Linked DNA regions of Mus musculus: regions 2, 3 and 4 are each linked to region 1. The links are chromatin contacts, called in public HiChIP or PLAC-seq and promoter capture Hi-C maps. All regions are on one chromosome and are shown on one strand. The core of a region is the stretch at or near the end of the contact, and the rest is flanking DNA. Distances in the headings are between cores, read along the strand shown.

Region 1 (3,633 bases), core at 638-3,137:
GCATCAGAGCCCCTGGACCTGGAGTTACAGATGGTTGTGAGCTGCCATGTGGGTGCTGGGAATCTAACCCCAGATGCTCTGCAAGAGCAACAATTTCTCTTAACCACTGAGTAAACTCACCAGCCCGTCCTTAGTGGTTTTGTTTTGTTGAGACAGAGTTTCTCTATAGTGTAGCACTGGCTGTCTTGCAACTCCTTATGTAGACCAAGTTGATTTTCATTTGTGTCTGCCCTCTGAGTGCTGAAATTAAAGGTGTGCGCCATCTTGTGCTGCGTCTTCATTGTGGTCTCAGTGGGGTCTCGGAGCATGAGGCCCTTTGGATTTGGGCGGCTATATGATATCCAAAATATAAAAAGATGTTTAACATAAGTAATTATAAAAGGAAAGGGGTTCAGCCACATGGCTCAGTACAAACCTGATGGCCCTCTTCCCTGCGTCCCCTGAGCTTGCAGAGTCTCCATCTCTTCTGCGAGGCCCACTTCGGCTTCCCTGCAGGCACCCGGGGCCAAGCTCCTGCAGGCACCCGGGGCCAAGCTCCTGCAAGCACCACGTTCTGAGGCGCACGGATAACAGATTAATAGTCTATTTTTTTAAAAAAGATTTGTTTTTATTTATATGTATACATGTTTTGTGTGTCTGGGCAAATGAGTGTCGTATGTTTACGGTGCCTTCAGAGGCCAGAAGAGAGCACTGGGTCCCCTTGAACTGTAGTTACAGGTAGTTGTGAGTCCCCTAATTTGGATGTGGGGAACCTAACTCAGGTTCTCTGAAATAGTACGTGCTCTTAAACTGTGGAGCGATCTCTGTAGCCGTAGATGTTCAGGTTCTCCTCCCCTGTCGTTGGGATTGAGTCCATTACTTCCTACATGCCAGGCAAGAGTCCTACTACTAAGCTATAATGCCAACCCTCTTTTTACCTAGACAGGTTTTAAGCCCAGGCTGTCCTTGATTTTGGGATTCTCCTATCTCAGCTTCCCCAGTAGTTTGAGTTACAGGTCTGTGCCACCAGAATGGAAATTTGGTACTCTTGCATCGGCCAGTAGCACAGTTTCAAATGATGTTTTTCTTTTCTTCGAGACAGAGTTTCTCTGTGTAGCATCCTCGAACTCAAGACATCTGCCTGCCCCTGTCTCCTGGGTGCTGGGATTAAAGATGTGGCCACCACTGCCCTGAGAAAGAGTCTTTCCTTTTTGTGCAAGTAATGGGCAAGTTGAGTGACCAGCTAATTCCAGAAACAGAATTCTGAGTTTCTCTTGTAGCTAGTGTCATTGTCCTGTTATCTTGGTCTTGTCAGTATGGACCCTACAATGTGCTAAAGGACTTTCGATTTATTTATTAACTGCATCTGACTCCGTGTTTCTGGGAAGATTAGTTAAGTCAACCATCTAGGAAAACACGAAAGATCCTGGATATAGTGGCCATATAATGAATTGGTTAAATTGCAACAATCTGAAGGCCTGACCATTAAAAACAAAAAGTTCTCAGTATATAAACTACACATTGGAGACGTAGATCTGTTGTAAAGCAGAAAACATCATAAACTGAGATCAGTCTGTGTTTAACTTGGAGTGATGCCTAAAGTGTAACTGTCATCCAGTTAGTTCCGGTTGAATTTCAGGGGAAATCCCACTGGCTGCCAGGGTCTCAGAGTTTAAAAGCACACCGAGGAGAGGTTGGCTCCGGGCGTCACCCAGCCGGGTCACACCAGGGACCCTCGCAGGGCGCCTACGGAAACCGAAGCGGCTTGCTGCGGCTGCGGGAAGGCTGATCGCCGCGGGCGGTGAGATAACAGCCCAAGAGCGCTCAGGATGCTGAGTCCTCCGCCGCTTCCAGTTCGCGACTTGATTTGCGACAGCCTGCTTTGCGGCTCTCGGCGCCTTCTGACTTGACTTACGGCCTTTCCTTCTGTTTTTCTTTGGGCGAGGACTCTGAGCTTGCAGAGTCTCCATTCCTTCTGCGAGGCCCTCTCCGGCTTCCCGGCAGGCACCCGGACCGAGCTCCTGCGTGCACCGCGTTCCGAAGCGCGTGAGTGAGGACGGTCCTCGCCGGGGTGGTTCTAGCGGGGTCGGGGAGCGTGGGGCCTTTCGGATTCGGGCGGCTGCTGGACACGCCCGGCACGGGGGCGTCTCCACCGGGGAGGCCGAGCCCTGAAGCCCCCACGGTTGCGCTGGATCTGGAGGGAGGCGCCTGGTCCGGGGTTGCTGACCGCGTGCTCGGGAGCACCGTGCGACACGCGCGCTGACTGTTAACAGGACTGTCTAGGACAGGGTGAAGTCGGAGGGAGTCGGTGGGGCTGAGAAGAAACTGTGGACTTGAGGAGTTTGACATTCAGGGTAGCCTTTCTGGACTTTGAAAAACGAAGCGTGCATTAGTACGGTTAAATTCACTCCTCGGGGGTGTACAGTTCTCTGGTTACTCATATGCTTGGGGGTTGTGTAACCCCTAGCAACATCGAATTCCATAACATTTTCATCACTCCTAAATAAATCCAGAAGCCACAGTTAGCTCTCCCTCTCACTTTTCCCGTCATCCTAGGACCCCCGTCTGCTTTGTCAGTGAACCTGTTTCACTTGTATGAAATACAGTACTTTGTGTGGGTTTCGGTGGGATCTGTTCCGCAGAATAAAGTTCCGATGTTTGTATCTCGTTTGAATTATCCATCAGTTGATTAAGTTGATGGTCATCTAGGCTGATTCCCCTACATGGCCATCTCAATATTGCTTCTTTAATAAGACCTGGACAATTAACAGCACCAGTTGACATGCCAACTTGGATTGGGGGAGGGGTCTTAAAGGGCCCCGCCCTTAGATGAAGAGCTATACGCAATTAATGACTGTCAGAAAGGGAGAATGGCTTTCCCAGAGATGAACCCCCTAATGGATTACCCAGTACCAAGTGATCAGCCCTAAAATTGTACATGTACATGCTACATTAAACAGACTTAGGGGTTATATTTATTTATTCATATATGTATGTCTCTGTTGTCTGTGTAAAACAAAACAGAAAAAGGCTATGAAGTTGAGAGAGGGATATGAGGGATTGGAGGAGAGAGAGAGGAAATGATGTGAATTATATTTTATTTAAAAAACTGGCTGCTGCTCTTCCCAAGGACCTGGGTTCAATTCCCACCACTCACATGGTGGCTTACAACTGTCTATATCTCTAGTTATAAGGGATACCTTCTTCAGTACTTGTGGTGCACAGATAAGCATGCAGGCAAAACACACATACTTATATAATACAAACATTAATTTTTTTTTTTTTTTTTTTTTGGTTTTTTCAAGACAGGGTTTCTCTGTGTAGACCTGGCTGTCCTGGAACTCACTTTGCAGACTAGGCTGGCCTTGAACTCAGAAATCCGCCTGCCTCTGCCTCCCAAGTGCTGGGATCAAAGGCGTGTGCCACCATCACCTGGCTGTTTTTTTTTTTTTTTTTTTTTTTTTTTTAAAGAATCAAAATTTCTAATCTTTAAAAAAAAATGCAGGCTGGAGAAATGGCTCAGTGGCTAGGAGTAGTGGCTCTTCTTTCAGAGGACCTGAGTTCAATTTCCAGCACCCACATGTCTATAACTTCCATTGCAGAGGACCCAGCACCCTCACATATATGCAGACAAACACCAATGCACATAAACAG
Region 2 (3,306 bases), core at 343-2,842, 290 kb after region 1:
GAATCCTCTCTTGTTTATTCCCTCTATAGTCTATTTCATCTATGGCCAGTACCAAGGATACTGCAGTACAGCAAGCAAGATGCTCCATTGAAGGGGGTCTGGCACACAACTCCTCTTCCGTCTGCTAGGCCCTTTCTGAATGAATGCAGAGTTCATTCACTTGTTCATTAGCCCTGTCAGGTGAGGTGCTGCAGCACCGAGGGAGACAAAGTCCACAGTCCCCGCAGCAGCCGTTGGGGTGGCATGAAGGGTCATTTTATCTCCTGGCTTCCCCACTTTAGACACTTTATTCCCTGCTAACCCTTGCCGTTTTAGGAGATTAGGAGGGCAGGACTGTACGGCAGGCAGGGATCTTCACTGCATCCTAGATGTCTGCGTCTGATAGAAGGAGCTGGAGATGTGGTTTGTTGAACTGGACTGAATAGGCGGGCATCTTGGCAGGCTCTCTCCGGGCTGGATGGGGTGGAAAATTCAGCACCTTCCCCTTTTCCCATCTAGCTGACAGATACCATGGCCTGCTGGGGGTCTTCTCACCTGGACTACAGCCAGAAACTGTCAGTACTTCTTGTTCTAATTGCATTACATTCCAAACAAGAACTCTCGCCTTTTGAAATGTATGCTCTAGTGGGGAGGCCACACTCACTCTCATCGTGGTGTGCAATGTTGACTTTCAACTTCAGAACTAACTTCTGGGTTTGTTTGTCATTGTTTGGAGACAAAGGCATCTCTCTCTCTCTCTCTCTGTTTCTTTTCTTCCTTCTTTCTTTGTTTATTTTTTATTCTACATTTAGACTTCTCTCTGGATTCAGGTTCTCCATTACAGCTTGGAGAAATCCCGTGGCTCAGATGTACTGAAGTGGCAGAGCCCTTCAGCACCCATGACGCCTCAGCTCTGGTGTGGCCGAGGATGAAAAGAAAGGGGCCTCGGGCTCTCGGAGACAAGGCAATGGTGTGCCTATAATGGGTATAGGGGAGAGATGCTGCCACCCATCCTGGCTGCCAGGATAAAATGAAATCTGGGCTTCGTTTCATTGGTTTTCCTGTGGGAAAACCTAGAAATACTACATTAAAATTCTTTAGACTGGTCCTTTGAGGGTCTGTTTGGTTCTTTTTTGAGGCAAGATCTCTCACTCTTGAAGCCCAGGTTGAACTGGAACATCCTACGTAGCCCAGGCTAGCCTTAAACAAGCCTCTTACCCCAGCTTCCTAAGTACTGGGTTTGAAGGTGTGAGCCATAATTCTGGGTGGGCCTTTTGAGGTTTGTGAAAGCTGGGTGTAGTGGCTTAGCGACCCAGGTCCCAGATCCCAGGAACTCTAATACTTAAAAGCTGGGTGGTCCTGGCAACCTCACTGAACTGTTCTGACCCTTGGTTTCCGGGGAGCAGAGGGGGGGGGGAGGTGCTATTAAATGAATTAAAAGGCAAAATCAACATGAAACTGGCCAGCAGAGGCGCGCAGAAAGAGACTTCCAGGGCAGCCATGGATAGGGCAGTGGTCCTCATGCCCGGGCATCTCTCCTGATTGTCTGATTCAGTCAGAGAACCTGCCTACCCATCCCCCGCCCCTGTTGGGGATCCAGCCTACGAGTGAAAGGGAAGTGGTCTGTCACCAAGCCACGCCTCTGACCCAGCACCTTCGTTACTGTGTGCTCCCCGCTGCTTCTGCTTCCACATCAAATCCACACGCGTTGAGAACCATATTCAAAAAAAGAGCGCCGGCCTAAGGACTTCCATATGGGCACACAGCCCTTCAGATCTGACCTTTGGGCAGCCAATTTCTTGGAACTTCGGTTCCTTCACTTACAAATTTGGGACTAGTTCCATTTTCAGAGCTGTGCTCGGCAGGCAGCATTGTCTTTGTTGCTCTTTCCGTGTTAACTCTTTTACTTGGCTCTTAAAAGTAGGATCCACGGGGCAGCGGGGCAGCGGAGGTGGGCTGGGTGGACCTGGAGAATATTTGCTTTGGGGGAAACTCTAGAGCCAAAGTGGACTCTAGAGCTAAGTGCCAAATGGGGCTGAAAACCTCCAAGCAAAGTTCTGACCCAGAAAGTGCTCTGGTCTTGGGTGAGCACTGGGGGGTGGGGGGGTGGGGGGAACAGATAGATCCTTGGGCAGTTTGTGTGTGGTAAATCCACGGTTAACTGCACTCTGAGTAGTCTTTCCTAAAGGCCACTGGCCAAGTTCTGTTTGCAGGGGAGATGGGCGAGCTCTCCGCAAAGAGTAAGCAGGCCCCGCCGCGCTCTCCCACGCAGGTCCTCCCTTGCAGCCTCTCTGCACATTCTGCCTCCTCTAGTGGAGGACCAACCCTATTGTCGCCTGTAATTCTCACTTGGGTTTCCGAAGACTCAGATTCCTGCCGGGGAGGGGCTGAGCTAACCTGAGCCTCTCTAAGCAGTTTCCTGGCCTCCCCTGCGGGACAACCGCAGTCCCGCAGCCCTTCCCCCCAGCCCCCCCGAAGGCCACGCCCCTCATCTTTAATGTTGCACGGTCCAGGCCCAGTCCTGGGGCCTTGGGCAAGAGCTGGAGCCTCCCAGGGAGGTTGAATCCAAGGCTGGAGGAGCTTTCAGGGACAGTCAGGGATTATCACCAGAATAACACGCAAAAGACACCCCGCCCTACCGCGGATTAGAGGCTGTTGATTTTTAAGGGCAAGACGGCTGCTCTTGGCATGGAAGGCCAAGGGCGGCACAGTGGCGGCATGGGGCCTGCCCCAAACAGAGAGCCGCAGGAGTCTGCCCTTTTGTGGGTTTTGGCCTGAAGACAGTGACAGCACCGGGCCTGTCAGCCCTATGTGAGGATTACAGTCCAGGAGAGAAAAAGACAGTCCTTAGGGGTGGAGCAGGTTTTCCAACAGATGTCCCAAGCCACTCCCCTGTCCCGGAAGTGATGCCACACCCTAAAGCTCTTTTCTTTAATAAATTTGTGGGAAAGCAGTGTGTATTTGAGACACTTAAGTTTCTTCTCCAGCATCCTAGCACCAAACACTAGCAAGGGACTGAGCTCGGGGACTGTGCAACCCAAGAATATGCAAGAGAGGATCTTAAAGGTGGAGACAGCTTAAGTTCAAGACCAGCTGGGCTATGCAGTGAGACCGTGTCCAAAGGGGCAGGGAAGACAGCAGAAGAGGGAGCCATATAGAGGCCTAAAGAAGGCCAAAGGCCAACACAGACAGGGGAACAGAGCCTGTACCAAGGGAAGGGGTCTAGCAGAAAGAGGACACTTCCTCCAGGGGCATAGAGCAGACAGGCCTCCAGAACAGGCAAGAAGGGTGGAGTATGTTTAGGGAACTGTGACTAATGTGTACCAT
Region 3 (3,128 bases), core at 30-2,529, 330 kb after region 1:
CAAACCAACCAACCAACCAAACCCCAAAAGCAAAAAAAGTTGATTCTGTCAGGGTGTGGTAGCAGATGCCTTAAACCTCAGTACTCTATAGGCAGAGGCAGGTTCTGTGAGTTCCAGCCCAGCCAAGCCCTCTTTTTTCTCAAAACAAAAAGTCAATCTAGGACAGATAACGAGGGCACATGCCTATAATTCCAGTATTCAGGAAGCTGAGGCTGGAGGATCATAACTTTCAGGCTAGCTTGAGCTACATAGTGAGATCCTATTTCCAAAATGAGAGAGAGAGAGAGAGAGAGAGAGAGAGAGAGAGAGAGAGAGAGAGAGAGAGAATGGGAATATGCTGGAAGAGCTGGCTCATGCCTGTAACCCTAGCCCTTGGGAGATGAAGGCAGAGGGTTGGGAAGAGTTCAGGTTCATTGTCAACTACACAGTTGAGACAACCGTGCAGCCAGCCTGGGCGATATGAGACCCTGTCTCAAAAATAAACAACAAAAAAAGTGGAAGAAAAAAAAAAAAAACAAGAAAAAGAAAACTGATCCAAGCTGCTCTAATAGAGTGAAGGCTAGATACCAGAGCAACTGATCTTTACAGCAATGGCTCAGCACACTGTCTCCAGCAATCTGGTGATGTCACCTAGAACAACTGTACCAGCATTGTAACCCACCCTCCCACTGGGCTTTAAAACAGACAGTATCACAGCGTAGAGGGGCTAACGTTGTCTCTTTCACTCTTGCCCTTGTGTGGGTGGGTTGGAAATCAAACCGCCCAAGCTGTGAGATCACTCTGCAGCAGGAACAACAAAGACAATGGACTGGCCCACACCGCACAGCCAAGAAAAGTCGTCTCTACCCCAGGCCCCAAGATGACTGTAAAATATGACGTCCCAGAACACCATGCTATTCCAGAGTTTGGGCATAAGCATGTACTTATGGTATCTTGTACACGGACATGTTCATTAAAAAATAAAATAAAAAGAATACCAATGCCCATAAGTAAAAAGTTTCAGAGTGGCTGGGATTTTGACTGTTGCTTTGCTGTGCAGACTCAAGTGACTAACTAACTGCCCTGCTGTGTCACTGTACCTGGTGTGATTTTTTTTTTTTTTTTGGACCCCTCACAACTGCTTTCTGAAGCCAGTTCCTAATGCATGCTCCTCTAGAACATCGGTGGTTCAGAATCTTAACAGGCATTTATGGAAAAGGCAAAGGCAATTCAGGGGCAAATAAATTTGGGACCTGCTGAGCTAAACCAAGCTAAACAGATTTGCCCAGGACTTCTCAGAATCTTTCATATGCTAATGTGGATTTCCAAGAACAGTTGCCTTGCACAGTGGGCTTTTACGTTGTGTTTTTGTTTTGTTTTGTTTTTAATCTTTTTTAAACAATGGATTTCTTTCTTCCTGGAATAGCTGGGATTTAATGGTTTGAGAACATAACTCTTGGGGAGGTTGTTATCTTTAAGACTGGGGATTGGCATAGCTGTGAAAGTCATGTAAACTCCCTAGACACTGCTTTCCCACCTATAAAATAAGAATAATGAATGACCTCTACAGTTTGGATCAACAGTGTCTCTGAAATGCCCATAAGTCCCAGCCTGCAGTGCTACTGGGAACCAGTAGAGCCTAAAGGAAAGAGGTCTCAGAGGTCTGATGCTGGAGAGATATTAGGACCAGCCCTTCCCTGTCTTCTTTGCTTTCTATACACCCCGATGTTAGAATAACCCTCCTCTAGCTCTCATCAAGATGTGCTGTGCTACATTGACCCAAAGCAACAGAGCAAACCAAGCTAGAACTAAAACCTCTGAAACCATGCTCGATGATACCCTTCTTCTTCATAGGAGAAGATTCTTAGGAGTGGATTGTGCCAGGCGGTTGCTCTAGCAACAGAAAGCTCGGTTAACACAATACTACCTTACAGAGTCAAAACAGCTGATGGGAGATGGATATGCACACAGTAGGTTTGCAGCAAATGTTTGTGTGCCCATTTCATCTGTTTAAGTCCCTTCTCTTTAAACACCAGGTTCAGGGGCTTGAGAGATGGCTCAATGGTTAAAAGCACTGGTTCCAGAGGACCAGGGTTCAACTCCCAGCACCCAAAACTGTCTATAATTCCAGTTCTAGGGAATTCAATGCCCTCTTCTGACCTAACCAGAAGTACACATACACGCAGGCAGAATACACACACACACACACACACACACACACACACACACACACACACACACCCTATACACAGAGACCAGGTTCTATAGAGACCTTTACCTCTGAGAGCCAGGGGACAGGCTTGTTCCACTTCAGGTAGCTACTGTTCCTACTCCTACTTCGGGCAATTTCTTGGTCCTATCAGCAAAACAGAGAAGGAGCTTGGTGAAAAGATTAATAAGAAATTGGAGACAGAACAGGATTCTGGGCTCCTTGAAGCTGACTGTGGAGAAGGAAGGGGTCATGGGACATAGTTCCTGCCTCAAGGAAGCTTGTCAGCTTAAGGGACACAGTCTCATTCATTATTTACACCACATCCCTGAGGAGAGTATGTCAGGCTTGTCAACATGCACTCCGCTTTCTGGTCACTTCCCTGAAGTTTTCAACCATGAGAAAAAGTGGACTCTGGATGCCCTTGGAGCAGGAGCTGTGATTTCTTATTCCTTCAGCCCCCACCCCCAAGTTCTATCCAGACTTGTCACTGGTCTCAACAAATGGGAGCCCCTCAAAGACACCCCAGACCCTCCCTACCACATGGGTCTACAGAGTTACTTTGGTCTCATCTGGCTTTGGGGATCCATGTCTGCTCTATGGTCAATGGTTGCAGGGGTTGGGGTGGGAAGAGGGTCCAAATGGGAATGGCCTTCAGTTTCCCTAACCTACACCTGAGCAATACTATAGAGAAATGCTTCGTGACAAACTGCACCCCAGCTGTTTGCAGGGAAGGGCATTTGTCTACTTTACGGGCTCTGGCTTTCAGCACCATGTGTCTGGTACTATCATCAGGGTCAGTCCTGTCTCTAGGATATGCTGGCTAATATGCAGGAATGCTGTGTGTGTGTGTGTGTGTGTGTGTGTGTGTATGTATGTGTGTGTGTGTGTGTGTAGATGGGGATGAAATCAAGCTAGGCAAAAGCTCTATCTCTAAGCC
Region 4 (3,370 bases), core at 277-2,776, 360 kb before region 1:
CCCAGCCTTGCACCAAGGTGGGGTTTTTACTAGGTCAGGCCTGTGGCTGCTGGACCTGAGATCAGGGCCATCTCCAGCCTGGGCCTGAGATCAGGGCCTCATCTTTGATAAATAGGCAGGCTCTCCTCCGGAATGAATCCACGCAGGAACAGTGGCTCAGGGGAAGATGGTCCAGCTTTCTGGGAGTGTACCTACTACTCGGGCCTGTGCTGTCTGGCCAGTCACAAAAGAGAAACCCTAATATGTCCACATGGACCTGCCTAAGTGCTGATCTCTGGCAAGGAGTGAGCCCCTGCTTGCTTGCTATCTCTGTTCCTATATTGACAGCCAGAACACCAAAGTTCTGGCAAATGGGAGCCTTTCTCTGAGGTGGCCTGAGTAGTTGAGGAGACTGCTAACTTGACCCTGGGTCTTTTTTTCTTCCAGGTACCAGGCTGAAACTGCTCAAGGTGGCAGCTGCTGAAAGCTTTGCCAACGTGGCCTGGCAGTGCAAAAGCATTGAAAAGGGACCTTGGTTATGGGGACAAACGTTTCCTCCTCCATCGATTCACTGTGCAACTCACCCTGGGCTTGAGCCACTTCAGTTTCTCTGCCTGCAAAACAGAACCGATCGTTCTAGAAGCAAAGTGAGCAGTGTTCAACAATGACTTGTGAGGATGCAAATACCCAAGAAAGTTGGGTCTGACCAGAGTGTTGGGCCAGATACCCTCTGAGGCGCCCCGCGAGGATGGACAGAGAGATGCAGAGGAGCAGTCGAGAACCAGACAGCACCACGTCTCCAGTGTGTGACCCGCGGTGGCCTGGGACAGGAACTTGGGCTAAAGTCATCCCTTCGCAGTACCTGTCGGAGACACTCCGCGCCGTTCGTCGCGCGCAAAACTGCAGCTGGGCCCCGGCGAGCCAGGAAAAGCGGAGCAGCTCCGGGTTCCCCGCTTCGCGGAGGCGACGCGCAGCGCCCCGGGGGCCAGTCCCGCTCCGGGCCAGGCGCCGTACGAGCGCAGAGCCCCTGGACGCTCGCGCCCCACCTGCCCGCGCCAGGCACCCGCGCGCGGCCCCAGCTTTGTTCGCAACGGCCCGCGGAGCCCGTCGCCGCGCGCCCCTTTCCCGCCACCTGGCCACACAGCGCCCTCGGCCGGCGCGGGGCCGACTCCCGAGCTTACCTGCGGGGGCTGCGGCGTCGGGTCGTCCACGGGACGGGGCAGCCTCGGCTCAGCGCGCGGGCCGCTCGCGCAGCCGCCCCGCACTCCTCATCCGCGGCCGGAGCCTGCCCGCCCGGAGTGCCCGGTCCGCCCTGATGGGCGCTGGGCGCCCGGAGCTCCGACTCGGCCGCAGGCTGCGCGGTCTCGGGGTCCGGGGAGACGCGTTGTCCCCACCGTCCCTTCAGGCGCCGCTAGCGCCACCGGCCTGGAGCGCGGGACCCCGAGAAGTTTCGGCCCCGACTTAGCGGCACCGTTGGCGGCCACGGCTCGAGTGCAGCGCCGGCGCGGGGCGCGCGATCCCGGGGCTCCGCCGCCTGCGCCCCGCCCCGCCCCGCGCCGCCTCCCCGCCCCCCGCAGCCCGCGGCCGCGCGCGACGCCCAGCTCCGGAGGGCTCCTCCCCGGAGCCGGACCGGCCCCCGCACCTGCCTTCCGCGCCCCTCCGCGCCCACTGTCCCGCAGACTCTGCGGGGACAGAGCACTGCAACCGCGCGTGGACGTGGAGCGCGGACGCGTGACTCACCTTTTGGTGACACCCTTTGGAGTCCGGAGCTGCGAAGCGACCCGGGAGCTATTTCCACTCTGCAAACCCCGGTCCGGACCCACACAGGCAGGTCTCAGACTGGGACTCTGATGCCTGGATTGTTCTAGCGGGAAAGGCTTCTGTCAGGACTTAGGGCCCAGTTAGTCTCCGGATAAACATGAGGCACATAAAAGGACCCTACCGTTAGTAGCCTGCAAAGGTCACTAGAGGCCAGTGTTTGGCCTTAGCTCAGGGCAGAATTTAAACACTTTTATGGCGGTTCCTATAGTCTGTTAGTCTGTTTCCTCACAGAACACCACAGTGAGCTGCCCAAGGAACCGGAAAAGGTGAAAGGAATTAGAAGAGGCTTTGGGGAGTCCAGGCCTCCAGCTGGTGGCAGAACCCTGTTCCAGATCCTGGTTACATGGTGCCCACCACGAGCACATGATCTGAATCCATTCTGCAGGTTGTGAGTTTGTCACCCTGCTAAAGAAATTCCCTCGAAATTCAGTTCGGTGAGGGGAAGGAACCAGCAGTAATAATCAAAGACACTGTACTTTTGACCTAGAAACCAAAGAAGGGGACAGAATCCCCCTTCTGGGCATTAAAAAGACAAGGAACTCATCACACTGAGGAGGTGTAAGGAGCTGTTGTTCTCAGGGGTCACAATAGGAAGAGTTAAGGGATATTTTCATCAAATGATCCCTTAATTGGAAAGAAAGGCTCTTGGAATTGGGGTGGCAGCAGCCCAGGTACTCCGGGACTTTTCTCACTTGGAAGTGAGCGTGGTTTACAAGATCTGGTCCAGCCAGTAAATCAATGCCTTATGATAATTATAGGACCCTGCCCTCTCAGGGAGTCCAGTTCAAGGGCTTTATCCTTGGGGACACATGGGACAAGGGGAGAGCCATCTAAAACAAGCACAAAATCTCTGAGTTGGCTTTGTCAGTTTATAATTGGCTCCAGTATTTCCCTCTAGTGAATCATTCGTTCTGGGCTTCTGGCTTTGTGGAAGTTTCAGGGAAAACCTGGAGGTTGTAATCACTCCAGAAGGCCACCTGGGAACAAAACCTGAATGCTGCCTGGGGTTCAATCCGTGAGCTCTCACCATCCGGAAGTTTAAAGTCTAGAGAAACAGGATGTGGGGAGGTGGACCCCTAGAATGCTCATGCTCGCCCAGGGTCATTTTGCTCTGCCTGCCCCTCGCTGACAGCGTGAGAGAAGCAACTCAGCCAGCAGCCAGCACATCCCTCCTTCCCTCCTTTGTCCAAGATACATCAGATAGTGGCCCTGTGGGAAGCCCTTGCTCAGCTAAGATGCATATCATGAGCAGGCTGCATAGCCTGGGCCGTGAGCTAGCGAGGTCTATACAGAACCTGTGCTCCAGAGGCTGGCAAGAAGGTCTGCTTTAGATTGATTGGCAATCTGGCAGGATCTAGTATTGCCTTGGAGACAAATTTCTGGGCATGTCTTTGGATGATTTTTCTAGGCTGGTTAGTTGAGGGGAAAGATGCCCACTAAATGATGGAATGAGTAGGAGATAGCCAGTTGGACATGAGTATCTATCGCTGTCCACTTCTTGACCACAGATGTAATGTAGCCAGCCACCTCCAGCCTTGCCATGATGACCAGACGCACTACAGAGTGAGAC

What was found. Promoter capture Hi-C pulls out the DNA fragments that hold promoters and counts their contacts. HiChIP or PLAC-seq counts read pairs in DNA pulled down with a chosen protein or histone mark.
Region 2: an H3K4me3 HiChIP or PLAC-seq map of embryonic stem cells shows a contact between it and region 1, with 24 read pairs. The contact joins the enhancer-like site here to the promoter of Rad52 in region 1. A contact is called at or near these places in 14 of 39 promoter capture datasets (the 3T3-L1 cell line, 3T3-L1-derived adipocytes, the C10 cell line and 8 more), 7 of 15 datasets of contacts at CTCF or cohesin (CD8 T cells, the NIH/3T3 cell line, embryonic stem cells and 3 more), 29 of 484 Hi-C or Micro-C datasets (8-cell embryo, the AML12 cell line, CD4 T cells and 18 more), 36 of 115 datasets of contacts at active chromatin or transcription factors (the 230-238 cell line, CD8 T cells, T-cell acute lymphoblastic leukemia and 20 more) and 5 of 9 other capture datasets (adipose tissue, embryonic stem cells, liver and 2 more).
Region 3: a contact with region 1 is called in a promoter capture Hi-C map of embryonic stem cells, with 2.8 times the contacts expected there. The contact joins the enhancer-like site here to the promoter of Rad52 in region 1. A contact is called at or near these places in 1 of 39 promoter capture datasets (embryonic stem cells), 1 of 484 Hi-C or Micro-C datasets (bone marrow-derived macrophages), 9 of 115 datasets of contacts at active chromatin or transcription factors (bone marrow-derived macrophages, double positive thymocytes, embryonic stem cells and 3 more) and 2 of 9 other capture datasets (adipose tissue and liver).
Region 4: an H3K4me3 HiChIP or PLAC-seq map of stem cell-derived neural progenitor cells shows a contact between it and region 1, with 3 times the contacts expected there. The contact joins the promoter of Wnt5b here to the promoter of Rad52 in region 1. A contact is called at or near these places in 14 of 39 promoter capture datasets (the 3T3-L1 cell line, cranial neural crest, embryonic stem cells and 6 more), 5 of 484 Hi-C or Micro-C datasets (B cells, embryonic stem cells and uterus), 10 of 115 datasets of contacts at active chromatin or transcription factors (double positive thymocytes, embryonic stem cells, large pre-B cells and 4 more) and 3 of 9 other capture datasets (embryonic stem cells, liver and pancreatic islet).

The regions. Positions count from the first base shown.
Region 1 is chr6:119,900,811-119,904,443 of GRCm38.p6, forward strand. Rad52 (RAD52 homolog, DNA repair protein) reads left to right here and starts at 1,888. Exons shown (of 12, transcript NM_001166381.1): 1 at 1,888-2,025.
Region 2 is chr6:120,186,164-120,189,469 of GRCm38.p6, forward strand. The region is part of intron 1 of Ninj2 (ninjurin 2); the gene reads left to right. Among named protein-coding and RNA genes, the nearest start is that of Gm25327, 44 kb to the left of the region's middle. Within about 2 kb of position 1,593, at least 189 of the 459 cell types and tissues checked have an H3K27ac peak or open chromatin away from gene starts, as enhancers often do. A contact at or near this core is called in the 230-238 cell line, 8-cell embryo, CD8 T cells and 26 more, where this site is marked.
Region 3 is chr6:120,229,257-120,232,384 of GRCm38.p6, forward strand. It overlaps B4galnt3 (beta-1,4-N-acetyl-galactosaminyl transferase 3), which reads right to left. Exons shown (of 20, transcript NM_198884.2): 3 at 2,258-2,335. Among named protein-coding and RNA genes, the nearest start is that of B4galnt3, 64 kb to the right of the region's middle. Within about 2 kb of position 1,280, at least 5 of the 459 cell types and tissues checked have an H3K27ac peak or open chromatin away from gene starts, as enhancers often do. A contact at or near this core is called in embryonic stem cells, where this site is marked.
Region 4 is chr6:119,542,821-119,546,190 of GRCm38.p6, forward strand. Wnt5b (wingless-type MMTV integration site family, member 5B) reads right to left here and starts at 1,527. Exons shown (of 5, transcript NM_009525.3): 1 at 1,161-1,527. Gm52875 reads left to right here. Exons shown (of 2, transcript XM_030255703.1): 2 at 427-1,527. The coding sequence starts at 728. The coding sequence ends at 1,444.